7 separate regions of the Mus musculus genome follow, and regions 1, 2, 3, 4, 5 and 7 are each linked to region 6. A link is a contact called in public Hi-C and promoter capture Hi-C data. All regions are on one chromosome and are shown on one strand. Each heading gives the region's core, a stretch centred on a gene start, on an enhancer-like site or on the middle of the called end of the contact. The rest is flanking DNA. Distances are from core to core; before and after follow the strand shown.

Region 1 (3,753 bases), core at 17-2,516, 1.5 Mb before region 6:
AAGGCATTAGCTCATAGCTGGGCGAGCCTCTCTACTTTGTGGTCTGACCCTTCTACCAGCCTGGAACCCACGCCCAACCCATCCAATGCCTCTCCTTCATGCCCTAAACCAAATACCCAGTAGAGTAGTTAAAGCTGGAGGTTAATGAGTACCCAGCTCCCAGTTCTGCTTATATTGCTAAGAGCCACCCAAGTTTTCTATAGTGGGAGAGCTTGGCTTCAAGGTGTCCTCTTCCCAAGAATGTACCAGAACATTTCTAATATCATATTTCAAAAGCCTGGTATGGCTCTCCTCTGCCCATTTCTGACTGTCCTGCTGCCCCAACTCTCACACAGGAGTTCAAGGCCCCACTCCTCTGAACTTCAAAATTCTTCTGCTTTGCATACCCTTGGGGAGAAGGGTCCTAAAATAATCTTTTTCACTTCCCACTTACTCAGTATAGTTGGGTGGTTAATACCAGTAATCTCTACACTTGAGAGGTGGAGGCAGAAAGAGCAGTTCAAAGTCAGCATCAGGTACAGAGCATGTTTGCAGTCAGCCCAGGCTATGTGAGATGCTGTCTTAATAATAATAATAATAATAATAATAATAATAATAATAATAAAGCTAGAATGTACATAATATATGCAGGCCTGTCTAGTTTAGAGAGTTCCAGGAAGGCACCACCGTGCTAGAGCACACAAAGACAAGTATCTCTATTTCAAGATAAGATGAGGGGCAAAGACCCAGAGTCATGCAGCTGCCTCGGTGGGGAGCTGGAACCTGAATCTTGGTCTGGACCATTAAGGCTTCACCAACAAGACCAAAGGCTGGTGTCATTTCTTTGTTCTTTCGTACAAGAGATATATTGCTGAGCACTGCTTTCAGTGCTGGGATCCATAGCCCACACCACCTGTGTCACCTGTGTACCCAGGTAGAGAGTGGTCCACACCTGGAATCCCAGCACTGGAGATCAGGAGGCAGGAGGATCATTCTTAACAATATAGAGAACTTGAGGCCAGCCTGGGCTACATGACAGCCTGTCTCAAAACAGCAACCAAAGGTGGGGGTGGGGTAGAGGTGGGTGGTAGGGGTACCTGGGAGGCATTGCAAGCTGGCCTCCTCAAAGCACCTACCAAACTCAGCTTTCAGCATGCCGCATTGTAGCCACACTGGCCTTGATTAGCAGGAGGCACACTGATGGGAGATTCAGGTGGGGAACTTACCTCCCTTGGCGCCTCCGGCCACCCTGTAGCGTGATTTGGACAGGGATGCTGAAGGGCTGCATGAGGCCAGGAGATGTCTGGATCGGATGCTCCCCGCCTGAGTTGTGCCCTTTTAGAGCGCAGGAGGCTTAAGCATCATCGGAAGTGGAGTCCCAGAGGGAGTTGCCAATTCCCTGCCTAGCCACAGACACCAGGACCCCTGCTGCATCCAGAGCTGGCGGGGTCCTCTAGAAGTTTCCTAGAGAGGTGGGAACTCAGGCAGCCTGGCTGCAAAGCAACGTTCAGGTATAGTTGCTCATGGAGTACCTAGGTGGTTCTGTAGCCAACAACACTCCCCCAGCATTGCCTGGCGCCTGTTCCACCTGACACCTGTGTTTCCTCTGAATTCACCAGGTGCATTGTCATAGAGACCAATAGGACTGTGGAAAGTTCTGAGGCCCCAGGGACTCTGTAATTGGGGACAGACATACCCAATACACAACGTGTAAGAAGAGGAAATGTTCTGTCCCAGACACATTCCCTTCTTTTTTCAAAATATTATGTTTGGGTACAGGCTTAATATAGTAGCCTTTTCTGAATAAAATTGTTCTGAATAAAAGAATAGCTTTACAAACCTGTGAGGTGACTCAGTGGGTAAAAGGTCATCTGGCCAAGCCTGGTGACCTGAGCTCCATGCCCAGACACCAGTGAAGGTGGAAGGTGAAAGAGCCAAGTCTACCAAACTGTCCTTCGAATTCCACACAAGCGCACAAACAGGTCATGCACACACACACCTGGCAATCATAATATTAATTCGTTTAATTTTTAAAATTAGATTTACAGCTGGCACAATAGTTTCCACTCAGAAGGCAAAGGCAAGAGGGTCAGAGCTCAGGGAGGTAGCACTAGGTGCTAAAAAAAAAAGCAGGTCGGCTAAGCCATGGAGGCGAACAAGTAAGCCACACTCCGCCAAGGCCCCTTCCTGTGTCCAGGTCCCTGTCCTGTTTGAGTTCCTGCCCTGGCTTCCCTCGGTGATGAACTGTGGTGTCCAAGTGTATACAGTACAAATAAGCCCTTTCTCCCCAGGTTGTTTTGGGTCATGTTGATTTATCACAGTATATTTGTTAGATTTCTGAAGCAGATTAAAGACACAGGAGGCAGCAAATGTCCAGACTGACCTCAACAGAAAATGGATACTACTTCTTTCAAAACATCGAAGGGTGAACCCTCTCCTGTGGGGAAGAGGTGCTCGCAAGGACGGGAGGAACCTACGGACTTTCTATAGGGAGTGTGGCAGTTGGAGAATAGGACAGAAGTGAGGGGCTACGTGTGAACCTTTCGGTTTGCCCTTTCCTAGTTTTGCCTGCTGCGTCCAGACAGGCTACAGGAGACCAGCTGACCCAGTGAAAGCAGCTTGAGCAGGGCCAGCTGTATAACCTCCTATGAATTCTATTCTTACAACTGAAGAATTCTAACTGTATGCATTTCTTTTCTGCTGCCGTGATAAAGCACCATGACCAAGGCAACTTCTACAAGGAAGTGTTTAACTGGGCTTGCAGCTTCAGAGAGTTAGAGTCCATGATAACACAGTGAAGGAACAATTGAGCACTCGCATCTTGAGCCATATCCACCAGGGAGAGAGAGAGAGAGAGAAAGAGCATATCTCATCATTTGTAATGAATTAATTTGTTCATTTAATGTGTATGACTGTTTTGCCTACATGTTTACAGGCATGAATAGTGCCCGCAGAGGCCAGAAAAGAGAATCAGATCCAGAACTAACTGGCATGTCAGATGGTGTGGCTATGGGTAGTGGGAAGTGAACCTTGGTTCTCTTAAACACAGAGCCATTTCTCCAGCCCCTCTCATACTTTTGTCTCAGGCAGCCTTTTTCTCCGGTCTCCTGTTCTTGCAGCTCCACTCTGCCTTGCTCCTCCTCAGTTATTAACTAGTTTGTAGTCAACCTTCCCATCTTTACCATGGTAGCCATGGCTACCGGTGGTGAGTCTGAAATCACCGATGCTTGTCTTCTGTTGGCCTGCAGAGTAGTGTCGCTTCAAAGATAAAGACATTTCTCTTATTCATCCTTCTCAGCTCCTACAGGATGCATGGAGTTTAGGACACAGGAAAAATGATAATTGGCTCCATGGCTGATTTTCTTTCCCAATTAAAATAGAATCCTAGGGATGGTGTTACATCAGATCACCGAGTGACCTGCGTCCTGCAATCTCACGTGTCTGGTGTCATAGCTAGTAAACTGATGTGTAGAGGAGAGGTGACAAGATGTGACGAGAACGAGGCCATGTCACTAAGTCACACATAGACAGGAAGAGGTAGATGCCCTCCCCAGCAACGAGGCAAGTTTACCAAGCTCAGGACTGGAGCTGAAACTAGGTGAGTATAGAGATGATCAGGAGCTGAGACCACAACTCTGCACTCACCCCAAGTGGCACAGGACACCACACTCTTTCCATTTTTCAAGTAAATGTGGGCTTAGGTAGGATGACACAGATACACTTAAGGAAAGGGCCCATAAGAATGCTGGGAGTCCCTGTGCCATGACCAACTGT
Region 2 (3,726 bases), core at 845-3,344, 1.7 Mb after region 6:
GAACTTAGTTTCCCCCTATGGTTAAATGGAGGTTAAAAACAAAATGTCAGTACTTAGGGCAAGTTTCTTTTGTTTGTTCCCAATAGCATACACATACAACTGAAATCAAGATTTCAGAGAATTGATCCCTCTGACCTCTATACACCCACATGGCACATACTCCTACCTCCAAGAAATAAATTTAATTAAAAAAAAAACCCTGATTATTATACATGGAGAAGATTTTACCACCACTAAAGAATTACAACTATAGTATAAAAATGCTCGGCCATGCTATGGTTCTGGTAGAAAATGTTTGGAGCAAAACACTGCCCTGTTGCTATTTTTGTTCCTGACAGTTTGGACTTTCATATGGTCTTCACATATTTGAGCTGCTTTTTGCCACATTGCCTCATAACACCTCGAATCAACTCCTTCCTAATTCCCCACCCCCTGTCCACTTCCACCTTTAGAAATTTGGAAGCCAGTTCAATGATATGTAATGCATCCTCTAGGTTGCTGTTTTACAGGTTTTCTTGACAAATTTTGGTGGCATATAAATAAAACATTTCCAGGCCTACTTTGTAACCAAGTCACTGAGAAACGAGATGTGAGAAGTAAGTTTGTTTAGGAATATAGCTTAAGAACACAGGTTCTACTGTCCGATTATCCATAATCCAAATCACAGTTTTGCCGAATTATTTAACTTGAGCTTCTCCATCTGCACAATCGGGATAATACGTACTTCAGAGACCCAATTAGAGTATCGGGTAGAGCTTGACGCAGTGGGTTCTGGGACACTGCCTTAGAACGGAAGTAACATTTTGTTTTCTCTAAAAGCATTCCAGTAACTTTATGCTGGTGTCACAGAGTAAGGGTCGGGCATAAGAGCAAAACGAAGGTTCCTTTTTCTTTTTAAATATCTGTCCTAAATTTGGGTAATTTATAATATTAAAAAAAAATTATTGCAGGTCCCCCCCCCCCCCCCCCGAGACAGGGTTTCACTGTATAGCCCTGGCTGTCCTGGAACTCACTTTGTAGACCAGGCCGGTCTCGAACTCAGAAATCTGCCTGCCTGTGTCTCCCGAGTGCAGGGATTAAAAAGGGATTAAAGGGCTCCATTGCAGATTTTATAGGCCATAGATAACTGAAAGACTCTAATTGCAATGCTGGATTAACTAAGACATGACTACTGAAACCAAAAGACAGATTTGTCTAATCACCGTAGCTTAGATTTAGGTTTTTGCAGAATGTTACTTTTCAAATTACAAATGTCTGATGGTGACGTGTTTTAATTCAGGAAAAAGAGAGTACGACGAAGACGAACAGGTGGCTGCTTTTAGACAGTATAAACTTGTTCCAGTTGCTTGTATGGGCCTTCTTAAAAGTTATCCACACCCTTGTTAGAGAGGTCACGCTACTTTGGAGGTAGTTTTCATTGCATGCTTAGCAATTAGCTTTCCGAGGAAAGTCTCTCCCCTTAGCCTTTCCAGCTTAATTCATCAGGATAGGAACTCAGCAATAGCTCCAGAAATTGAGGTGCAGGCTGGACTCTCACAGAGAAATCTCAAACTTTCCCCAATATTAGTCCACTTTGGTTACTCGCTGAGTTATGTGTGAAGCAATTAAATGCCTTTGACAATTAAAAAAATTTTTTTTACCAAGTCTATAAGAATTTTGTACAATTTAGTTTGATCATAATCATCTCCCTCTCCAAATGTAAGTCTTTGATAATTTAATGGTCTGGGCACAGACCTTTTGGTCACATACATTTGCTGGTGTGGATCCGAATGTTGGGGTGGATGGGGGGGGGGGTTGGTGGGGGAGGGGGAAGATCTGTGACAGGGCAGAGCCAACTCCTCTTCGAGGAGTTGCTACAGCCTAGCCGGCCAAGATACAAAAACTCGAAAAAGGCCCACAGAGCCGGCGAGCCTGACAGCGCTCACGTTTTCGCGACAAACCGCCCCGGAAAGGGGCGGGCAAACCCGCGCGGAAACACGGAAGGGTGGGCCTCCGAGAGGTAAAGAAGCGGGCGGGTCCAGAGCAGGTGAGGGAGGGGCACAGGGCTTGGGGGCGGGACCATGGAGGGCGAGGGCGGGGCGGCGCCGTGGGGGCGGGCCCATGGCGGGCGAGGGCGGGGCGGCGCCGTGGGGGCGGCGGTGCTTCGGGTGACAACGGTCAGAGATGAAGGTGGCGGCGGCTCAGCGGGGAGTAGTGCTGCGCCGGGCGCGGTTGGCAGCCAGGCCGCGCCTGTAGGACCTCCGGGCCGGGGTGGCGGGATGGGGACCCGACTCGGGTAGAAAAGCGGGGACAGCAGAGAGCAGAACTTAAGCCCGAGGGGCTCGCCTGCTCCGGTCACACTCGGAGTCCTCTTCCACCTGCTGCCGCTCGGTCCCGCGTCCGGCGGGCCACGACGGCGTCGGCGACGGCGGGGGCATGTGGCGCTGGGTCCGGCAGCAGCTGGTAAGTGAGGGCTGGGTGGCGCGGCGGGGCGGCGAGGGCTAGGCCGCGGCGGGGGCGCGCGGCTCTCTCTCGGCCCGGGCTCCGCACAGCGCGGGGATGCACTGCAGCTTGCGGCCGCTGAGGGTCGCGAGCCGCGCGGGCCCCGAGGTGGCGGAGGTAGCGGCGCGGGGCGCGGGTCAGGCGGCTCCCCCGGACTCCGAACTAGGCTCGTGCGGGCTCCGGAGGAGGTCTGGGTCCTCCTCGGCCTCCCGGCGGAAGCTCGCCCTGGGCCTAGGAGGAAGGCGCGCCGGAAAGGTCTTCACCGCAGACCGGTGCAACTTCTCTGTGCATCTCTTGTGTGTCACCCACCCCTCAAGGCGGTTAGAACGCACGGGTTAGGAGCCAGTGGTTTAACTTTTGAACATTACTGTATTACCTGGAAAAAGAAAAAGAAAACCCTAGAGTGACTTAAGTGTCTAAAAAGCGTCACCTTTCTCAGAAATCATTCACAGACGAAAATCTCTCATGTCCCTTGGCACTTGCAGCCCAGAAAATAACAACGCCAAGGCGACAATGACAGTTAAGGCAGACATCACTTCAGTTCTAGGAATGCTAATCTATATGCTGTTTAATTTTGAAATTGTACCAATTGCAGTATTTTTTTTCTACGAGGTTTCAAGGCAGTGATAAATCTTAGAGAAACAGAAATGTCCTGTTTTGAGACCAAAATCTTCATTCTTTTTTCTTGTGGTAGAACAGTTTTTCAGGTGAAAACTAAAAAGTATGTATTTCAGTCAGTCTCCTGTTTATTTTACAGTAAGCATCATTCTTAAATAAAGAAATCTTATAAATAAAACTAGAACCGCCTGCCACTCCCTCATACAAATGGTAGGTCTTTATTTTTAGCTAACTGTTGCAAATTGAAGTATTCCAGCTTTATTGGGAATCCAAGCTAATGATGTCATTTAATCCACACTTGCTTTCTTGTGGCAAGCCAGTACAGTAAGGAAGTTAATTATTACAAATCTGATCTGCTTTTGACTTCTCAGGCGTCAAGTAAACAAAAGATTTAACACCTTTTTATCTGATGTTTTGGGTGAGAAAATAGTTTTTAAGGCTGTTTTTTCAAGCCTTTCCCAGTATGTTAAGACAGTCTCTCAGTGTGAGGTACTTTTTTGTTAGCTTGAATAAAATCTTTCTATGTGATCATTCCTATCTTCCAGATAGAAATCTGGTAATGTTGTGAGAAATGGCTTTATGTTTACGGCTGAAAGGGATAAACCAGAAGCTGTGTGGTCATTTTTA
Region 3 (3,961 bases), core at 1,241-3,740, 1.9 Mb after region 6:
ACCCAGGACAGATTTACACATTGCATTTTAGGGCCTGCTATTTGCAGAAAATATAAGTATACATTTCAAAGTCTACACATTTTAAATTCATTAAGGCAGTAATTAGCAACCCATTATTTTTAATTCTGCTACTTAACGTAGTTACTATACTAGTTATTTTCCTTTTTATTATAATTTAATCTTTAATTCAATTTTCAACCATTCTTCTAAAGTTCACGAGATTTTTAAAGACTTATTTATATGTACCACAAATACCAAGAAAGGATAGACTGGGAGAAAATAGTTATATTTTTGAACCATCTTATAAACCTGAACCTCCAAACCTTCTGGAGCCTCAATGTCTACTTCTGTAAAGGGGGAGGAAACATATCAAGTGATCTAAGACACTGTAGGTCTAAAGGCTTATGTAATTTATAAAAATCTAATAAATTACAGCATCTGCATATATCTTACACATTTAAAAAAATCATTGGAATCATAAAATTATTAAACATGGTAGAACTTTAGAAGTTAACAAACCCTGTCCTGACATCTAATAAATAAGGGGGAAAAACTCAGATGTTTTGAATACTTCTTAAAATACACTTGCCTATCAAGCATGAAACCCTGCCTAGGTTTGATCCCAGCCCTGGGCTATTTTTGGTCTCTGTGTGAGTATGAGAGGTAGGTAGCTTGTGGGGTTTTTTTCCCTCCCCCTTATAAAAATAAGTGAGATAATCTATTATTATGTCTTTCCTAAAACGGACAATAATTTGTGTTGTAGAAATTAGTTGTGGTACACATACCAAAAACAAAACTCCTAACAGTCTTACCAAACCATTTTATAACGTCTAGGAAAACAACTATAAATTTATAATGAAATATTTTTACTATAAGATTCTTATGGACCCATATTGACTTTCTAAACTAACAAGATCATACCTAGACTGTACATGTGACAGAAAATGAGTAAAGGCATAGAAAGTGCCTTAAGTTAAGGACATCTTAACAACCAGGAACCACAACCAGTACGATTGCATGACGTATGGCTAAGCTCCAAAATGAGCTGATTTAATATTAACCAAAGGAACAGAAGGCTACAAGTCCTAACCCTAGCTCTCACTGAAACGGCATGAATCCTATATTCCTAATGAGCACTGGCAGGCACTGGGTTCGAGGGCAGGTGTCTGATGTGGACTGTGGGAAACTGCATACATACTCGTGATGAATGTCCATCAGAGACGCGCACTCTATTATTTTAGCCTGCTGAAAGCACCCCAGTAAGAGAGTGGAAACTCTTGGGGGTTCAGGAGTAATATCCAAGGCCTGTTCAAATAATTAAAGGAGAACCTGCAAACTCTCTCTTGGGTCTCTGAACTTTTACTGTACTCTCAATCCAAACACTAACCGGAACTTCCTTACAAATATAAAGTTTTACGAACGTAAGCACAGAAGAGAAATCTTGACTCTGTTGGGACCTAAACACATAATCAACACATGACACCAAGGCTGGGGCCATATAAGTGTCACTGAGCGAAAATCAACCCCCCACGACTCAAGACTGGGCATACACCCTCCCCAAAGAAGCCTTTCAGCTCTCCGGAGCGAAGGACCTCATCACTTTTACTCTTCTCCCAGCAGCCAGCCGGGAACTTCAACAAGGTGTGACTGTATACTTCCAAACTGAAAAGCAGTGACCAGCAGCGCCAGGTACTTAATGACAAAGGACTCAGCTCACCACAGCGTCTTCCAGCTTCCGTGACTTTTTCTCACCCAAACAAAAACCAGGAGAGGAGCAACTTGACAAACTGTTTCTTAAGAATCACAAATGGTCCCTAACTGCTATAATAAAGCAATTACTCCTCCCACCCCAAGCACATAGAGCAGGCGCTCGGAAGGCAGCAGGTCTCGGGTCCCCCGGCTGCACTTCCGTCCGCAGCCCGGAGCCTCCCAGTCCCCTCGCAGGGACCGAGCCTCAGCCGAGCCGCCCCAACTCCCGGGCGCCTGGCGCCTGGCGCCAGCGCGGACCAGCAAGGCCGACGCCGGCTCGCCAGGGCCGCCAGCACCGAGGGGCCCGGCCGGGACCAGGCAGCGCCAGGCCCGCTGCCCAGGCGCCGCCTGGCCGCACAATGGGGCGCGGGCCGTCCCCCAACGCCTCCGCGCCCGGCCCCGCTCCGGCGACTAGGCCCCGCCGCGCTCCGCTGCCGGGCCCTCGCGTAGCGGCGGCGCCGGGGAGGGACGGGCCGAGCTGGGCGCCGGCTGAGCAGCGGTAGCGGAGCGCGGCGGGGCCGGGGGCCCGGGCCGGGCGGCACGGCGCCGCGGTTCCTCACCATGTTGGTGTCCTCCGGACCTCTCCCCTCCTCCTCCGGCTCCGCAGCGAATGGACGGCGGCGGCGGCGGCGGCGCCTCTCACGGGCTCGCCGGGCTCCCGCTCATGCGCAGTGCGGCGGCCCGCGGAGCGGCCGGGCCGCGGGAGGCGGAGGGCGCGGGCCCCGGGGTGGGCGGCCTGGCCTGCCGGCATCCGTGGCACGAGCGGCCGGGCGACCCGGCAGCCCGGGCTGCGGACACACGCTGAGACCCGCGCGGCGGGCGGCCGCGGGCACAGTGAGGACGAAGCGCCGGGGCCCTGCCTGCGCCCCCACTCAGGGCGCCCTCGTCACGGCCGCGTCCTGTCCTCCGTGCGCTCCTAATAGCTCCACGTCAGAGTTCCCAGGTAAGTTTTTGGAAGAATCCGGGAGACTATTGCGCCTAGAGCCACTGTCATGCCTGGTGGACGGGCCAAGCTTGACCTAGCCTGCCTGCTGAGCTGTGGGCCAGAAGACAAGTGTGTGCTGCAAGGAGAAGGAAATACAGTACTCCCTGCAGAGAGAGGAAATAAAACAAAGGTACGGCACATAGAAAAAGCTGTCCAAGATTGCCCAGGTTTATATATGTCATCCGCATCTTCATCACCAAACGTGGGTCTCCCTTTACCACCGGCAAATACCACCAGATCACCCCTAGAAGCTAACAATCTTAAAGTTTCTGTTAAAACAACTGTTGTCACTCCTCCTCGGAGCTTCCTGCTACTGCTTAGAACTAGCCACGTGGTGGGGGCTCCCAGAGCCCTGCAGAGGCAGATCTTTGGCACTGCAGACCTGTTGTCACCCATTCATTCTTTACACCATCAATGCGAGTGTGTGTGTGTACGCGCGCGCGCGTGTGCGTGTGTGTGCGCTGATGTGGCATCTTCTCGCCAGGCCCTAAGAAAATACCAAGTAGCAAGGGTGAAACTAGATCACACTTGTGGTTATTCTCTAGGAACTCAGCCTAGCAACTTAAAATATTAACGAAGAGGACTCAGTCTCTTGCTACACTTCATTAGACTATTGCAACAATAGCTTGTAGGTTTTCTTAAAGCTCTTTTTTTCCTAAGTGCCAACTCCAAGGGGTGATTCTTAGTTCCACTTGACCTCTTTCTCTCCTGAATTTGAACACGTCCTCCTAGAATTCCCATAATTTTTCATGACTTGATTTATTTATAGTCTCCCCTTCACTTACCATTCTTCTTTGCTAGCTAACTCTGGCTTTTCAGTGGTGGGCTTTCCAGAACCATCCCTGAATCTCTTCATATATTCCTTTTTCCTAGACCCTGCCCATATCCCAGTGAGTCCAAAATCTTATCTAAAGCTCGGCAGCGGCATGCCCTAAGCACAAATTCTGCTCATCCCACAGACCCCCCCAAAGCTCTACAAAGCCAAAATCTTATCCCTAAACCTGCATTCCCCTGCTTTTTCATCACATAAGCTAAATATCAGAACTGCCCATCTCCCTTAGTCTAAGCTCGCCGAGTTCATCATCTGAGTAAACCCGAATTCTTCCCCTGCCCTTTAATAGGGTTCATCTCTCATTGGGACCCTCCTTTCTCCATCCCCTTTTGAGATGGAGTTTCTTTATGTTGCCCAGGCTAACAGCCAACAGTGCGGCCTGGGATTGCAGGCAA
Region 4 (4,051 bases), core at 792-3,291, 1.9 Mb after region 6:
AATGATAGAAACCTAGAAGGATCTGTGGTGGCCACCATGGACTCATATTTGAATGTTTGGTCTGCAGTTGGTGAAAACCTTTGAAAAGGATTAGGAGGTGTGGCCTGCTGGAGGAAGTGTGTGTCACTAGGGGTGGGCTCTGGGGTTTCAAATGCTAAAGCCAGGCCTAGAATCTCTCTTCCTGCTGCCTGTGGGTCCAGACATAGAACTCTCACCTTCTCCAGTCCCAGGTCTTCCTGTGTGCTCCCCATGCTTCCCACTAGGCACACACTCAACTACACCTCTGAAACTGTAAGCAACGCACAATTTAATGTTTTCCTGCATAACAGTTGCTGTGGTCATGGTGTTTCGTCATGGCAACAGAACACTGTCTAGGACAGGTTTCAACATCCTACTCCAAAGATACTTGCTCAGCTCGATTCATTGTTCTGTTCACAACAGTGAAGAAATGGAAACAACCAAAATGTCTTCACCTGATGAATGGGTAATGAAAATGTACATAAACACTATGGAAAATTATAAAGAAAAAATAAATCATAAAATTTGTAAGTAAATGGATGGAACATGTGTGGGGGTGGGGGTGGTGTAAGTATAAAGTAATCCAGAACCAGAAAGGAAAGTGTCTTAGTTAGGGTTTTACTGCTGTGCACAGACACAATGACCAAGGCAACTTTTACAAGGACAACATTTAATTGGGGCTGGCTTACAGGTTCAGAGGTTCAGTTCATTATCATCAAGATGGGAACATGGCAGCATCCAGGTGCAGCATCATGGTATAGTAGGAGGTGAGAGTCCTACATCTTTCAGATAAAGGCTGCTAGAATACTGTCTTCCAGGCAGATTGGGTGAGGGTCTTAAAGCCCATGCCCACAGTGACACACCTACTCCAACGGGGCCACACATCCTAATAGTGCCACTACCTGGGCCAAGCATATAAACCATCACAGTAAGCATAATGTAGTCTCTCTCAAATCTACAGTTCATAGCACCAAATCTTCAGATCGAAGTATGTAATTTGGAGTAATTGCATAGACCAGGAAAGAAAAAAGGAATGGTGGGGTGGAAAGAAGCTTTAGAAAGAGTCACCACAGGATACAGGTTATGTGAAAGAGAAACATGATAAAGGGGGAGGGGCTCTAACTGGAGAGGGAGGAGGGAGAGCAGAGAAGGAAGCAGAGGGAGGAGGGATGAATAACTAAGATACTTGAAATAGTCATGGGGAACCATATTGTTTTATATTTACTTAAAATTCCACATTATATATGTCTATATGTACATGCACAGACACAGTTTAAGTTATGCTACTTGGAGTGATAATGTCTCCTGTCAAGAGCCAAACATTGTCTAACAAAAATCCCAGCAGCAGGCAGGCATGAGAAACCTTCTTTTGGAACTGCTCGTCAGAGGCATCTACGACTCCCAAATGATGTAAGCCACTGCCTGTGGCCTTCTCCAGGAGGCTGAAGGTCAGTCCCCAGGGCTCAAGACAGCAATACTGTGGGTACACGACTTGGAAGACTCAAGCTGGATTTGACATGGAAGCCACCTCTTTGAGGCCCAGTATTTCAGTTAGAAGATAATACACAGACTGCATAGGGAGAGAGGAATCAATCCTCTTGCCCAGCTGTGATGTGTATGAATCACAAGGAGAGCGTGGCATGCTGTCTCTACAGGTGCAATAGTGGTGCTTCTATCTTGAGAGTAACTGACAGCAGTCTGAGTAGACTTGTGGCTCACCTACTACACAGAAATCATGCCTGATACTGTCAACTTAGCCATCTGTGGTTGGTGAGGTCACGGATCTTAGAGAAGAGCCATAAACTTGAGTGATTCCTAACTGCATTTTAAAAACTTATCTTTACATATGAGTGTAGCTCTCTCTCACACACAGCAATTAAAGAAGTTTCTTTTTGTAGCAGTCAGAGAGACCATTACTGACAGTCACAACTGATCAAAAAAAAATGTAGAGAGCTACTGATGTGGGGTGCTGCTGTGCCTGATACAGCCACAAGAGACCAGAACCCCCAAGTCTCAGGGGACACTGCTGAAGAGGAGGTGGAAAGCATACAGAAGCCACAGTTCAAGGCATCTGCTGCACAACCGTGTCTTCTAGAACATGCGGGGCTTTAAGGTTTTCCCCTGAGGGTGTATGCCCTTGCATAATAATCCTAACGGCATCATTTTCAGTACATTTTGATTCTATTTTTCTTTTCAACAGTCTCTCTCTTTCTCTCTCTCTGTCTCTCCCCTCCTCCCCCCCCACTGAATCTTCATTACCCATTCATTTGTTGATGGACAATTAGGTTGATTCTAATTTTTTACTACAGTGTAAGGTTAGAAGCTAAGATTCACAAACAAGAGAAAAACACAGCAGTAAGTAGTCTTTCTGAGTCTGGGTTACTTTACTCAGGATAATCTTTTCTAGTTCTATCCATTTACCTGCAAATTTCGTTTTTTTTTTTTTTTTTTTTTTTTTCTTTACAGCTGGAGTATTTTTATAGCTTTAATATTTATTTAAAAAAAAAAATCACACCAAAAATGAAGCCGACCCGAAGTCTAGACACCTCAACACACTCCTATGCATTTAGACTTACCTATTCTGAAGCTGTAGAGCTTCACACTGGATTTTACACTGTAATTGATGAATATAATTTTATGTACTTATCTATCACCAAAAATTAAAAATCCATGACACAGTTAGAACTAAAAATGATTATGATCCCTTTCATAACTCGTGTCCATCACCTGCCCTCTTTTCTCACACTGTATATTTAGCCTTTGCCTTCCTCTTTTCTATACTGAATCTGTGTGTGTGTGCGCGCACACGAGAGTGTATATGCATGCATGCACATGTGCGTGTATGTGTGTATGTGTATGTATAAGTGTGTGTGTATACACATGTATGTGTGTGTGTTCACATGTGTTTTGTTGGCTAGGTTTCACACATAAGAATATGTGCCTCAGTTGCCTTGTACTCTGTGACTTTTAGCTGATCCCAAAGGACTCTAATATCTAGTGTCATTTTCCAGTAAGAGCAGTCTGGTACCTTAAATCACAGAAACTACTTCCAAATTACACTTCTGCCTGTGTGCACATAGCATGGGGCCTATGAACACACTGCACCATCTAGTTCTGTCAATTCATCATCATGCTATCACCCAGCCCACCCTTAACTAGAATCCTCCATGCACTCATGCCTGACTCTTGGTTTCAGTCCTTCTTGATGCTGCATGCTGCCTCCATCCTGAAGGTCTGTGTCCATGCAGAACACATAAACTCTGTAACCTACTACGACTGGTTGCTGTACTCAAAACCAACATCTTCTGAAAGAGACATCACCAAAGTCTATTTGAATTGATGAAAATGGTGATTCAGTGAAGCTGTGAGCTACATTTTAAAGAATAATAATAAAGTTGTTGAGAAAGAAATCAGAAAAATAACCCTACTCACAGATCATACAACTAAGTCACTAATGTTAACCATAGGAGAGAGAGGTCTCGACAATGATGAAACTGAAACAAAAACATGAAAAGATCATCTGTGTTTTTGCACTAGAAGAATTAATGTTGCTCAAAATATCACAAGACACCAAATAATGTATAGACTCAATGACATTTTTCAAAGAACTAGGAAACCAACCTTAATATTCATGTAGAAGCATACCCTGAATAAGAGGATAAAGACTCAACTCAGTGGTACACCACTGTCTAGCCTGTACAAGAACCAAGTTCAACCCCAGGACCACAAACCCCCCCAAAAAAACCAATAAAATCAGAATAGCCAAAGCAGTCTTGAACAAAAATACTACATCCTGGGCGAGGTAAAGCATTTGCTGTATAAGCCTGACAGCCTGAGTTCAAAGCCCCAAATGTAGATGTAAGAACTAACTCCTTGAAGTTGTCCTCTGACTGCCTGCTCACCATGGCATGCATGCACCTGTGCTCGCTCGCTCTCTCTCTTACACACACACACACAAACAAATAATTGAAAACACTGGCATAGACATTGATCTTTTGGATGAGACCTCAAAAAAAACACAAAAGGCTAAAGC
Region 5 (4,069 bases), core at 232-2,731, 1.6 Mb before region 6:
TTAATGATTCTATCCCACAGATGTGTAACATACTTTAAACATTTAGCAATACTGCAGAAAGAATTCAAGGCTGTAATTCTGTAGTAGGGGACTTGCTAGCATACACAAAGTCCCCAGTTTGGCCCCTAGCTTAAAAAACAAACAAACAAACAAACAAACCCAAAAAACCCAGCTGGGCGTGGTTTTAACCCCAGCACTCGGGAGGCAGAGGCAGACGGATTTCTGAGTTCGAGGCCAGCCTGGTCTACAAAGTGAGTTCCAGGACAGCCAGGGCTACACAGAGAAACCCTGTCTCGAAAAACCAAAAAAAAAAAAAAAAAAAAAAAAAAAAAATTAGAAAGCAAACTATTCCCAGCATAAAATTCCCTGACCAAGTATTATCTATTAATATCACACAGGAAGCACAATTTAAGTAATGATGCTTTTAGGACCTAAGATTAACTATGAAATTCAAGGTTATTTAACTCCTCGACCGGGGATAAGGGTGTTCTGAAACTGCCGGACACGACTAGTTAAATATTTTAAAACTCAGATTCCCTGGAATGTGAGATTAAAACGAGGCCTTAGGGTGGAAAAGAAAGAAAACAGGAAATACAGACAGTCCAGTAAAACACAGAGGAATGAATCCTTAAGACGAGGTTGAGGACGCGTGGCAGTTTTGAGTGTATTTCCTGTCCTCTACACTTTAAAAATTCCAGGGGGCACTAGGCTGCCGGACTTGGCTCTGACTTCGATTCTGGACCTTAGGCTTTTTCAATATGATAAAAGACCCGTAAGGAGAGAAACGCAGGATACCGACTGTCTGTCTGTCCGTCTGTTGCCGCCCCCGCCTCTCGACCAGGCTGGCCTCGAACTCAGGAATTCAGAGATCCGGCAGCCTCCTGAGTGGTGGGATTACTGGGGTTGCATCGTTTAAAAGTCAACATATCTCATTCCTTGCAACCAAAACCTTAGGCAGTACCTCACCACGTTGAATCGTACTTAAAGCCAGCATAACTATTTTGAAGCCTCAAAAATGAAAAAGTAACACAGCTTCTATAGCTGGGATACAAGGAAAACAGACTGGACATAGCCAAAGACCTCTAAAGACTGCAGAGGGCTATCGGAGTGGGTTACAATTTAAACCAGTGTTTGCAAAAGACTTCTTCCTGAAATCCGCATCCAATTTGGGAGAGCCACCCTTCATCTTGCCCTCCTTTCGTTTCCTCTTTGGGCATCCCTCGCTCCCGACTTTCCTGTCTGCTTCTCCCAAGACAGACTGCCGCTGGAAGAAGCTAATAGGTTTGACACGTCCGCCGTCCCAGGATGACACCACCGCCTGAGCTACGACTGCAGCGCTGACTCGCACTGCCACTCGGGGCGGAAGAGCAGGACGCAGGCGCAGTGAGTCACTGTTCCCGAACTTGCCCATTGCCCGGCCTCTTCTCCGCCTCACTTCCGGTCTTTGCAGCCCTGTTTCCGGGGCGTTGCAAGTTCGGCCCCTCCTCAGCTCTCACCCTCCTCTGCCCCAGGAGGGGGGAGCCGAGGGGGTGGGGAAGAGTTCGTTGTTTGTTTACACGATGTGAGCGGAAAGAGAGACCAATAAAGTTTATTCTGGAAACAAAAGGAAAAAGAGCCCGGGCGCCGGCGAGCGGAGCCGGGGGTGGGGGCGTGCGGCGGGGCCGGCGCCGAGCGGAGAGAGCGTTCGAGCGAGCGGCAGTTCCGGTGCCGCGGCGGCCGAGGCTGGGGCTGGGGCGGCCGGCGAGGCAGCGCTCGGGCCCGGCCGGGCCGCTCCGCAGCGGCGGGGGAGAGGGCCCGGGAGGCGGGCGCCGCGCCGCCCGCTGTCCTCTCCCTCGGCGCCGCCGCCGCCGCCGCCCGCGGGGCCGGGACCCGATGCGGCGGGAGCCGCGCAGCCTAGAGAAGCCGGAGCGTGAGTAGATGGCAGGGAGGGCGGGCTCCGGGCGGGCGGGCGGGCGGGCTCCCGGCCCCTCTCCTCGTACCCGGCCTCCGCCCGGTCCTCCTCCATCGCGCGATCGCAGCGAGGCCGGGAAGGGCACGCAGGGCCGCACGCCCCGGGGTCGGGTGTTGGCGAGCCCCGCCGCCCTCACTCTCGCCGGGCCTTCCTTTCCGGAGCCGGGTGTCGGCTCGCGGGCGCTCGTCTTCTCCGTGCCTCCCCTGCGATCCAGGGACCGTGCGGCCTCTTCTGCCGCTCGCGGACGGTGTCAGCCTCCGCTCTACGTGGGTAGATGGAAGACCAGCGGAGGGCTTGTGCAGCCTGCGTCTGTGGGGGACAGAGTAGACTGCAGCCCAAAGCTCGTGCCTCCACTGCGCCTTTGTGCACACGCGGGGCGTGGGCTCGCGGGACCCTGGGGAAACCGGCTTGGGTAGATAGAGCCCAGGTAGCTCCGGTCTGGCCGTTGCCACTGCAACTTTTGAATCACTTTAGACCATATTGGAAGCTAGCCTCTCTTGGTATTTGTTGACATCGTGTGATGTCGAATCTCTTGTGTTTAATGATGCGTTGTAAGAAAAGTCCTGGGCCAAGAAAAATAAAAATAAAAGATACTGTGTTGCTAAATTAATTTGGACAAATCAAAACACGGTGTTTTGATTAGTGGGCTCCCACTGCAACTGCAATCCAAGAATCTACCACCGTGTCTGTGAATTCAAGTTGTAAGGTATTTTTGTTTCAAACTAAAGCGTCGGGTTCTGGTTGACAGCGTAGATCACGGTATAAATAAACATCACGTGTTCTGGAAATTTTTAATTACCAGATTAACTGTTCTGCAGTATCTGTCAAAATTATCTGAAAGGGTACTGTTGGTTTGGTGTTTGGTTTTGTTTTTTGGGTTTGGGTTTTGTTGACTTAGGGTTTTGGGTTTTTTTTTTGTTTTTTTGTTTTTTTCCACCTCGTGTTGTGGGACTTTTTAAAGGGAGACAATAGGAAATATGTAGTCATCCATATTTTTTTTTAAATCGTTCATTTTTCAAAATAAGCAAAATAGGCAAGTACACATTTAAAAAAAATTGCAGAACGAGTGATTGAAGCAAATGTTACCACATCAGAATAGTAAAATCATCAGAAGGGAAATAAGGAACAAATGTTGCTATTTTATTGGTGACAGAGTATAATGCTTGAAAGCAAGCCTGCTCAAGTGGAAGGAGTTGAAAGATGAATACACAGATACAAAAACATTGAGCTTATCTAAGGTTTTTAAACTTTCAAGTAAGATGCCTGTAGATAAAGACAGGTCATTGAGTACAGGGAGCTAAGTAGAGCAGTGAGTTTGTGAGAGAGGATTCCCTTGAGAGCTGGATGTGTGTTGCAGACTGGTAACAGCACCTGCGGGTCCTAGACGCCTTGCTTCCCTCCAGCCATAGGTCCTCTATCCCCAATCACTACTCCCTTCAAAAACCGTCTAAATTTAGAAAGAGAATACTCATATAAAGTAGGCGGTGATAACTTTTTAAAGCCAGCTCACTGTCTTAGTCTTCTCTACTGAACAGAGTTTAAACAGTTGCAGTCATGTGCAGAGCCTTTGCTCTGCTGGTCTGTTTATTTGAAGAGAGCGAACTTAATCCTATTTGATCTCTTTAGTAGCTCGAGTGGCATTAAAAGGATCAGTCCTTTCTATTTTACTGTTCTATATCTCGAATTCCAGAGTGGGGGAATCTTTAAAGGAAGTGTTTATGAAGCATCATGAAAGATTTCCCCTCCACAAAAATACTTAGGATCTTTAAAATTATCCAACCTCAAAAATCTTAGAATATCATAGTTTGCTGTGTAAGGTATAGTCAAGTAGGGCTTTAAGAAAGTCTGGTTTCTTTTAAGTATTTTTTTTTTTAAAAACATGTCCTATGTAGACAGAACAACATCAGTTTCCCTGGGAAGTGGTATTCTAATGTGAGGCCAGGCAGGTAGGAAGAGAGACTCATTGACAAAACAGCATTTTCTGACTCCTTTCACCTCTGCCTTTAATCTTGTCCGGGGTCATTGCTCAGTTAATAGAGCTGGGAAACGGGCCCAGAGAGGTTTAATCAGATCACCTTTTATTTTTTAGATTTGCAGTAGTACACGTGTAATTGTGTG
Region 6 (3,473 bases), core at 124-2,623:
ATATGTGAGATCGAGCTAGGCAAATCTCTACATAGAAAACACATGGGCAGTTTCCTAGAATCCAGGGAATTCAGGAGAATTGGGGAACAGCAACAAGCACAAGTGCTTTTTATTTTTACTTATTTATTGTTGTTTGTGATGAAAATGTTTTATACTGATCCTGGTGATAGACGCTGAACTGTACATTTTTAAAAGGGCTAATCTTGTATAAAGAAAATGTACTTTATACAAACCAGGTTGCTAGGGGCCAGGAGCTCACACCAGTAAAGCCAGCACTCTGGAGGCTAAGACAAGAGAATGGGAGGTAAATCGAAGGCCATCTTGGACTGCTTAGTGAGACTTGTCTCAGAGTAACAGGTAACCGTGGGGGAACTGAGCCTGTTAGCCCAACTGGCACCTGGAGGTGGGAGGCAGGGTGGTCAATTTGAGCTCCAAATAAAGGAAAGACAAATACATCATGCGTCGCTGAAAAGTTATGTAAAGATGCACATACAAATGAATTCTTTTAAGTACTATTTCCAAAAGCCTTGCTTTCAGAAGTTGGCATTAACTTATCAAACTAAGTATGAGTGCCACAAAGCTTCTAGAACTGGTGGCGTTTCTGGTAAAGTCACACAACACAAAACCCAATAGGTTCTTGGATCCTCTTTGCAAAACTTCCCACGTGTAACCTATCAGGGGTGGGAGGAATACACTTTCCCATTGTTTAAAATTTTTTAAAAGTAATGCCAGCACTCCGATGGCCAGAGGCAGAAGCAGTTCTGTGGGTTCAAGGCCACCCAGGGGTAGAGAACTGTGTCTCAAACAGGATCCCCCCACAAAATTAGCCTAGGTTTCCCGAGCCTTTAATAACGTATTAAGGTAACCGTGCTCGGTCGGTGACAGGTGAGTGAGCTGCCTTCGCGCGAGGCGAGGCCTGAGAACTGCGTGAGGCTCGGGGGAAGCCCCGAGTCCCGGGTTCGTCCTGGGAAAGGCTCTTCAAGGGGACGGCCCGAGGCTCCAGAGGGAAGGCTCCATGAGGGCAAACCTGAGAGTGTCGGCCGGCCATGCGCTCTGGCCGAGCCCGAGCGCCCGCCAGGCCGCGCTTCCTGACGGGAAGAGCCCGTAGGGAGCGTCGCCGGCCGCGCGGATCCTGGGGCGAGGGTGGCGCGCCGGGCGGGTCCGCCTCACTCATTGTGCGCGAGGCGGGCCGCGCGGGCGTGGGCGTGGGCGGACCGGCCTGCCGCTGGGTAGCCGCCCAAGGACCCGCGCAGAGCGGCGCCGCTAGCGGAGAGCCCGGGAGCGGGCCGGGAGCGTCCCGCCCTCCCGCCCGCCCGCCCCTCCCCCGCGACGCTCGCCCCTCCCCCCTCCTCCCCTCGCGTTGGAAAGTTTCTAGAATCTCTTCCCAGCAGCCTTTGCGGTTCCAACATGGCGGAGCTGACGGTGGAGGTTCGCGGCTCCAACGGGGCTTTCTACAAGGTACGGGCCGCGGGGCGGCCGGGGATGGGAGCTGGGCACTGGGAGCGGGGTCAAGGGGCGCCGGGGACCCCGGGGGCCGAGGAGAGGTGTCAGGTGGTGGCGGGGGAGGCAGCTGGGCCGTGCTGCTGGCCTCTGCCCTCGGCGCGGTTTAACGGTCTCGGGGCCCAGGCTCCGTTATGTTTGGAAACAAGGCGGCGGGTGCTGGCTTGCCTCCTGTCCCGGAGCGTCCTGGGTCGAGGCCTCCGGGACGCGGGCGGGCGGGCGGGCTGGAGCGGCGGGCTGTGGTGCGGGCGCGCCGCCGAGGCCTGGCGGGGTGGGGGGCGCGGACGGGCGGACTGAGGGACGGACTGAGGCGGGCAGCTCACTGCGACCCCGCGGCGGCGGCCGGGCCCGCCAGGCTCCTCTCCGCCCGCCCGCCCTCCCGCCCGCGGCATGAATGGCTGACTCCCCGGCCTACCCCGGCTTGTGCTGCCCCGGGGGCCCTGCGAACCCACGGCGCCCGCCCGCCCGCGTGGAAACCCGGACGGGCGGCGGGCCCTGGTGGCCGCGGCCTGGGGAGCGGGCGGCCCCTTCGCCCCTCGGCCCGGGAGAAATGCGAATTCCGAAGGAAGGGTTCAAAGGTGACCCGAGGCCAGGCGGCAGGTGGGAGGGACGCGTGTCTTCCCAGCCCCTGGGAAGGTGGGTTTTTTGTTTTTTGTTTTTGCTTTTTAAGTCCTCTTCCACGAGGTTCTTTTTGTTTCCTTTGAGAAGAGGCCATGCATTGCCGTGGAGGCTGGCCTCGGAGACAGAGGGAGGATTCTAGAGTGGAGGAATTTGTAAGGCGCTTGCTTCTATTGGAAAAGGGGGAGGGGGCACCAAGCAGAACACGAAGGCTGAACAGTTTTTCCATAGTAACGGCCCCTTCTCCTTATTTTTTTTTCTCCCCAAAGTGTGCGAGAATCTTAACAAATCAACACAAAACCTTCTCAGCTGTTGTCTGTCAGTCATTCTCCAAGCCAGCATCTCAGATGTTTGAGAGTCTTGGCTATTTTTATGAAGGCTCTCTTCTAGTACATGAGTATTGTATGTACTTAAAATGGTTTCTCACAGGTTTTCATTTCAATGGCTCCTTTATTCCAGAGGATTTTATTTGGTATTAACGATTTCCTAATTTTTCAGTGTTTTGCTTTTCCCTTTCTAGCTTGCTTATTAGCTGTATGGAGGTGATTTGTCACGTGGTAATAATATAGGCAGTAGCTCATTGACAAAGAATGATAAGTATACTTTTTTAAATTTTGTTTTGTAAATTTTGATTGTAAAATCTCTGGTGGCCAACTAAGTAGTAAGAGTGAGTGTTAAAGCCTTTAGTATCACCTATTAGTGTGTAACTGGCTTCGTTAGTGTTCCAGGTTTAAAACATGATGTCACATAAATGATTCAAGCAATATTTGAGTAGATACTTCTTACTGAAACCTAGTGGTTACCATCTCTGCAAGATTGTAGATAAGGTGAGCTGGGCCACAAGGACTGGACTTAAGACTACTTTTCCTGCCTAGATAAAGTTCGTTAGTGTGTATCACTCCCTACCTACCCTGTGGAAAAGGCTCAGGAATCTCTGATTCTCAGCACACATTTTAGGTAACACAGATTATGCAGGCTTTCCTTGCACATTGAAAAGTGATTGTTTCAACAAATTCTTCATCGTGTAGATAATAGGGAACCATTTCTTTGACTGAATTTTATGTCAATCTGTAGTACAACATAATCAGTTTGACTTCTGTAAAGTTGGTTTGCAATCTTTTGGTGTCTTTTTTTTTTTAAAAGTTATTTCACAAGCAAATATCTCCATGTTGGAACTTTGAAGTATTAGTAATTGATTTTGGTTGTATTGAAAATTGAGCCTAGACCTTGGCTTGTACATAGTATGGTAGGCATTTGTTTTTGCTATAAAGCTCTGCTCTGATGCCTTTTTCCCCCCTTCTTTGATAGTCTGAGTAAATTGTCCAGGCTGGTCCTGAACTCACTGTGTAGTTCAT
Region 7 (3,818 bases), core at 646-3,145, 1.7 Mb before region 6:
TGGTCAACAGAATTCGGTGTCTTCGGCTACTGAGCTTCCCTGTCTGTGATGAAGATGTGTAGGCTAGGACACTAACAGTCTTACTAAAATGACTCAAGGACGCTTTAAGAGGGAAAAAAACATTTGTAGACACACAGTGGAGAGGAGCCACTGACTGGGAAGTCATTCAGTTAAGAGTGGTTAGTCTTAATATTTAGCAACACTTTTCATTAATCATAATGGCTAGAAAAGGATAATAATCAACTACCCGTATCTCTGGAAACACAAAGGAAAGTGATACAGATCTGATACATTTAAACAGTAAGTTTCTCTGAAACAATATTATGTCTCCCAACTAAGACATTCAAAGAGCAAAGATGATTAGGGATATTGGAGGCAGGGTAATGAAATCATCTTTTTAAATAGATTAACTACTTAGATAGAACGGACCATGTCATTCTGACCCTAACTTGTCATCCAGATTCTCTGTTAGATCATAGAGAAAGGACAGGGCAGGATATCAAAACATCTGGATATAGAAAATCAGCAATATACATAGAGAACCGAATCAGCATGCTCCCAAGACATGCCTGGGCTTGTTTCTCACATGCTTACTCCCACCTGATGAAACCCCAGCATGCGTGGCCCCAGAATCATGCAGCAGTCCTGCAGAAACAAGGCCCTCCTCCCAGCAGAGGCACAAAAAGGCCTTATTTCAAAGCAAAACACTGGCCGGCCGGGTGGGGTGGGGGTGTTTACAGTGCAGGTTTACCTATTATTACATTTTATGTTCATAATGTTCAAAGAAAGAATAGAGACCTCAAAAATACTGTTAGATTTAATAATCAACATAAGGTTAAAAAAAAAAGCCCTCCCCCAAAAGTCTATAGGTGACAATCACAACAGGTATTACATTTGGGTAAAAATAAATAAATAAATAACTCTAAAAATAAATAAAACCAAAGCTAAGCTTCAGTGAATACACAAGCTGAAATACAGACTCAAAAACATGCTCGGATCCGTTCAAACTGCTGCATTAATTTAAGAGACTAATTTAGAAGCTGTTATAAAAATACTTCTCAGATCTCAAAATCCATCCGATTGGACGTGTGCGATGGCAGACACGAAGGATGCACAGCGCTTGATGTCCTAATTTGGAAGGGAGCTCAGAGACACTAAAGAAAATCACAGCTCCACCATGTACCGGTCTGAGGGAAATGAATGACCACAGCACACGTTTCCACGGTTGGGCTGGGGCCTACTCCTCACCGGCTGTACTGCAAACAACAGCCTCCCCTGAGCAGAAACAGACCCAGGGCAAAGAAGAGAATCCAGGAACAGGTTCCTGGCGTCCGGGTAAAGTAAGGAAGGCTACCCCTGGGTATTCCGGAGAAGAGAAGACAAGAGAAAACCTTACTCAGAGGTCACCAAAACGTGGCAGGCAGAAAAACAGCCCTGGCAGGCTGTTTTACATCACAGAAGAAAGCTTAGAAGGGGAGGAGGCCTTGGCGACCCAGGCTCAGCATCTAGGACTCAAAACTGCGCCCCTGCAGCATCGCCCCCGCGTGTGCCATTCCCGGGCTGGGCAAGCTCACACGCATTCGGGTCCTGCGAGGATGCCGGCCGGGAGCACCGAGTCGCCGAGGCGGCTGTGCGAATGGCTGCGGGATCGGGATCGGTGGCCCGCTGGACGCCGCGGGCGAGGCTGACACGCGCACACGGACGCAACCGAGCGGACTCGAGGACCGCACTCACCGGAACCGGCAGGCCGCAGCCGCCCCGCCACCCCGCGCGCCGCTGCCCGCTCCAAGACCACTTTCTGCGCTCGCCGCCGCCGACCGGCCGCTCCGCTGCTGGAGGCTGATTGTCAAAAGTCGGTCGGAGCGGAGCCACCGGGAAACAGCTGCAGGAAGTGACTGCGGAACCGGGAGGCGGCGGCGGCGGCGGCGGCGGAGGAGGAGGAGGAGGAGGAGGAGGAGGCAGGGCTCCCGGCAGCGCTACTGCGCATGTGCACGGACAAGCGGCTGCTCCCGCAGACCCGGGACGCCGAGCAGGTGCGGAACAGCGACTCGAAAGGGTACCCTACCCTGGCCCTGATGGCTCCTCGGAGCTGCCCCAGCCTACCCTGAAAGCGATGAGGGCAGAAGCTTGGCAGAGCCTGGTAGGAGGGCGGAGGTTCTCCTCTGAGACCTGGAAACTGCACTCCTTGCGCCTCCGCCCAAAGACATTGGAAAGGAGCCCGCTCACCGGCAGGACCCGAAGGACTGCAGAAGTCCCCGGGATACCTTCAAGAGAGGCGCTGGGATGGATTGCAGCCCTAGCTTGTTCTGCCGGCTTGTACCTTCTGCATGTGAATACTTGTATAGTGGCTAGGGGTTTCTCCTTGGATAACATGACACGAATTTTCCATATTACCGGCAGAGTATGGTTTCGCAGCATCAAGTACTTTCACATTGTGTGTGGTTATTGTGTAAACCATAAACTAAAATGCCAAGATCTAAATATGGTGAGCCTCAACTCAGCCTAATAGACTGCCTATTTACACGGGAATGCAAGGCTATGACTGGAGCATGCGCCAACAACCAGGTACGGGCGGGCTTCGCGAATTCGAGGACTGTTCAGCAGACTAGACCAGTGTGCACCCGCCATCGGGAAGAGTAATCCACCGCACAGATGAGTTCAGTGCACGTGCTGTATATGTGAAAATACCAAATGGCTTCATTGTTTTAAAAGCAGCGGGGTAGAAACGCATTTCTCAGCCCTTTGTCAGAACTTTGCCATTCACTCTTGTTAGCTGGGACCATGCTGGGCCCTGGCTGGCCTTTCCCATCTGACAACCCTCATCCTCGTTTTCACCCACATGTCCCGTCTTATAAAATGGCTGGCAAAGGCAACGGAAGAAAATTAATTTTGGCTCGCAGTTTGAGGGTACAGTCCATCACAGCAGGGAAGCCATGAGAGCAAAAGTGGGGCAGCTGGTCACAAATGTCCATAGTCAGGAAACCGGGAGGAGCTGCTCGATTGCTTTCCATCCACGAAGCCGCCCACACTCAGGGTGAGTCTTCCCTCCTCGGTTTCTAATCCAGAAACACTCCTATTGACAGTCTGTACTATCCATCACAGGCCCATAGTCTAGCGTTACCTCTGTGATCTTACACAGCCTGTCCTTGGTGTTAAATGCCTTTCTCCCTGTCCATCCTTGCCCCCTGCAGCCTCTCCTACAAGCAACTTCCATGGCCTCTCGGGCCACTGCATGATAACAATCTCCATTCCTCACATGGGACTTTATTACATATACTACTACCTTAAACTCCCTGAGTGCAGAAAGAGACAGGTCTTGGAGTCTTCCGTTTATATTTTATAGTTTTATGTGTATTTGCATGTTGGAATAAAATCTAAAAGCTGAAAGTAGGGGCCTTACCCGCTAGCTCATACACATACATACACTCGATGTTCCAAATTTGCTGCCCCTGATCCTACAACTTACTTCAAACAGCTCAGGCATTTCCTTCTCTGGCCCAGGAAAAAGCAAGTAATCCCAAGATACTTGTTTCATAGAAATGTAAATCTCATGACAGAGAAAATGGCCCCACAAATTAGAGCTTTTTTTGTGAATCACTGGGTCTTATGAGATTCAGTAGCCCCCCTCAAATAAATAAATAAATAAATTTTTAAAATAAAATAAATGAAAGAAAAAGAAACCGGTCATATTCACCACCTTTACTAAAGGACAAAAACAAATCTCACTGACTTGTGGCTGAAACCTACTTTTGTGATTGTGTGTTGCTGGTCTGTTGACAGAAGGCATACCTCTATGGGACTTGAAGCACATGAGAGGA

What was found. Promoter capture Hi-C pulls out the DNA fragments that hold promoters and counts their contacts. A called contact is a pair of places that touch in the nucleus more often than the background predicts. Capture Hi-C pulls out chosen DNA fragments and counts their contacts.
Region 1: a contact with region 6 is called in a promoter capture Hi-C map of liver, with 2.1 times the contacts expected there. The contact joins the promoter of Kcnmb3 here to the promoter of Fxr1 in region 6. A contact is called at or near these places in 4 of 39 promoter capture datasets (hippocampal neurons, liver and pre-B cells).
Region 2: a promoter capture Hi-C map of liver shows a contact between it and region 6, with 5 times the contacts expected there. The contact joins the promoter of Atp11b here to the promoter of Fxr1 in region 6. A contact is called at or near these places in 12 of 39 promoter capture datasets (the 3T3-L1 cell line, the C10 cell line, cranial neural crest and 7 more), 2 of 484 Hi-C or Micro-C datasets (CD4 T cells and muscle stem cells), 3 of 115 datasets of contacts at active chromatin or transcription factors (astrocytes and embryonic stem cells) and 3 of 9 other capture datasets (adipose tissue, liver and macrophages).
Region 3: a promoter capture Hi-C map of adipose tissue shows a contact between it and region 6, with 6 times the contacts expected there. The contact joins the promoter of Dcun1d1 here to the promoter of Fxr1 in region 6. A contact is called at or near these places in 13 of 39 promoter capture datasets (the 3T3-L1 cell line, 3T3-L1-derived adipocytes, cranial neural crest and 8 more), 1 of 115 datasets of contacts at active chromatin or transcription factors (astrocytes) and 3 of 9 other capture datasets (adipose tissue, liver and macrophages).
Region 4: a contact with region 6 is called in a promoter capture Hi-C map of pre-B cells. The contact joins the enhancer-like site here to the promoter of Fxr1 in region 6. A contact is called at or near these places in 4 of 39 promoter capture datasets (the C10 cell line, hippocampal neurons, liver and 1 more) and 1 of 115 datasets of contacts at active chromatin or transcription factors (astrocytes).
Region 5: a Hi-C map of CD4 T cells shows a contact between it and region 6, with 6 times the contacts expected there. The contact joins the promoter of Pik3ca here to the promoter of Fxr1 in region 6. A contact is called at or near these places in 5 of 39 promoter capture datasets (3T3-L1-derived adipocytes, liver, neutrophils and 1 more), 1 of 484 Hi-C or Micro-C datasets (CD4 T cells), 1 of 115 datasets of contacts at active chromatin or transcription factors (thymic regulatory T cells) and 1 of 9 other capture datasets (adipose tissue).
Region 7: a promoter capture Hi-C map of pre-B cells shows a contact between it and region 6, with 4 times the contacts expected there. The contact joins the promoter of Zmat3 here to the promoter of Fxr1 in region 6. A contact is called at or near these places in 2 of 39 promoter capture datasets (liver and pre-B cells).

The regions. Positions count from the first base shown.
Region 1 is chr3:32,490,703-32,494,455 of GRCm38.p6, forward strand. Kcnmb3 (potassium large conductance calcium-activated channel, subfamily M, beta member 3) reads right to left here and starts at 1,267. Exons shown (of 4, transcript NM_001195074.1): 1 at 1,206-1,267. The coding sequence starts at 1,267.
Region 2 is chr3:35,751,969-35,755,694 of GRCm38.p6, forward strand. Atp11b (ATPase, class VI, type 11B) reads left to right here and starts at 2,095. Exons shown (of 30, transcript NM_029570.4): 1 at 2,095-2,442. The coding sequence starts at 2,416.
Region 3 is chr3:35,930,476-35,934,436 of GRCm38.p6, forward strand. It overlaps Dcun1d1 (DCN1, defective in cullin neddylation 1, domain containing 1 (S. cerevisiae)), which reads right to left and starts at 2,491. Exons shown (of 7, transcript NM_001205361.1): 1 at 2,310-2,491. The coding sequence starts at 2,312. It overlaps Gm15952 (a long non-coding RNA gene), which reads left to right and starts at 2,603. Exons shown (of 4, transcript XR_880768.3): 1 at 2,603-2,692.
Region 4 is chr3:35,898,985-35,903,035 of GRCm38.p6, forward strand. All of the region lies in intron 4 of Dcun1d1 (DCN1, defective in cullin neddylation 1, domain containing 1 (S. cerevisiae)), which reads right to left. Among named protein-coding and RNA genes, the nearest start is that of Dcun1d1, 32 kb to the right of the region's middle. Within about 2 kb of position 2,042, at least 26 of the 459 cell types and tissues checked have an H3K27ac peak or open chromatin away from gene starts, as enhancers often do. A contact at or near this core is called in pre-B cells, where this site is marked.
Region 5 is chr3:32,395,584-32,399,652 of GRCm38.p6, forward strand. It overlaps Pik3ca (phosphatidylinositol-4,5-bisphosphate 3-kinase catalytic subunit alpha), which reads left to right and starts at 1,482. Exons shown (of 21, transcript NM_008839.3): 1 at 1,482-1,909.
Region 6 is chr3:34,018,706-34,022,178 of GRCm38.p6, forward strand. Fxr1 (fragile X mental retardation gene 1, autosomal homolog) reads left to right here and starts at 1,374. Exons shown (of 17, transcript NM_001113188.1): 1 at 1,374-1,458. The coding sequence starts at 1,408.
Region 7 is chr3:32,363,770-32,367,587 of GRCm38.p6, forward strand. It overlaps Zmat3 (zinc finger matrin type 3), which reads right to left and starts at 1,896. Exons shown (of 6, transcript NM_009517.2): 1 at 1,735-1,896. 4930429B21Rik (RIKEN cDNA 4930429B21 gene) reads left to right here and starts at 1,720. Exons shown (of 1, transcript NR_027966.1): 1 at 1,720-3,669.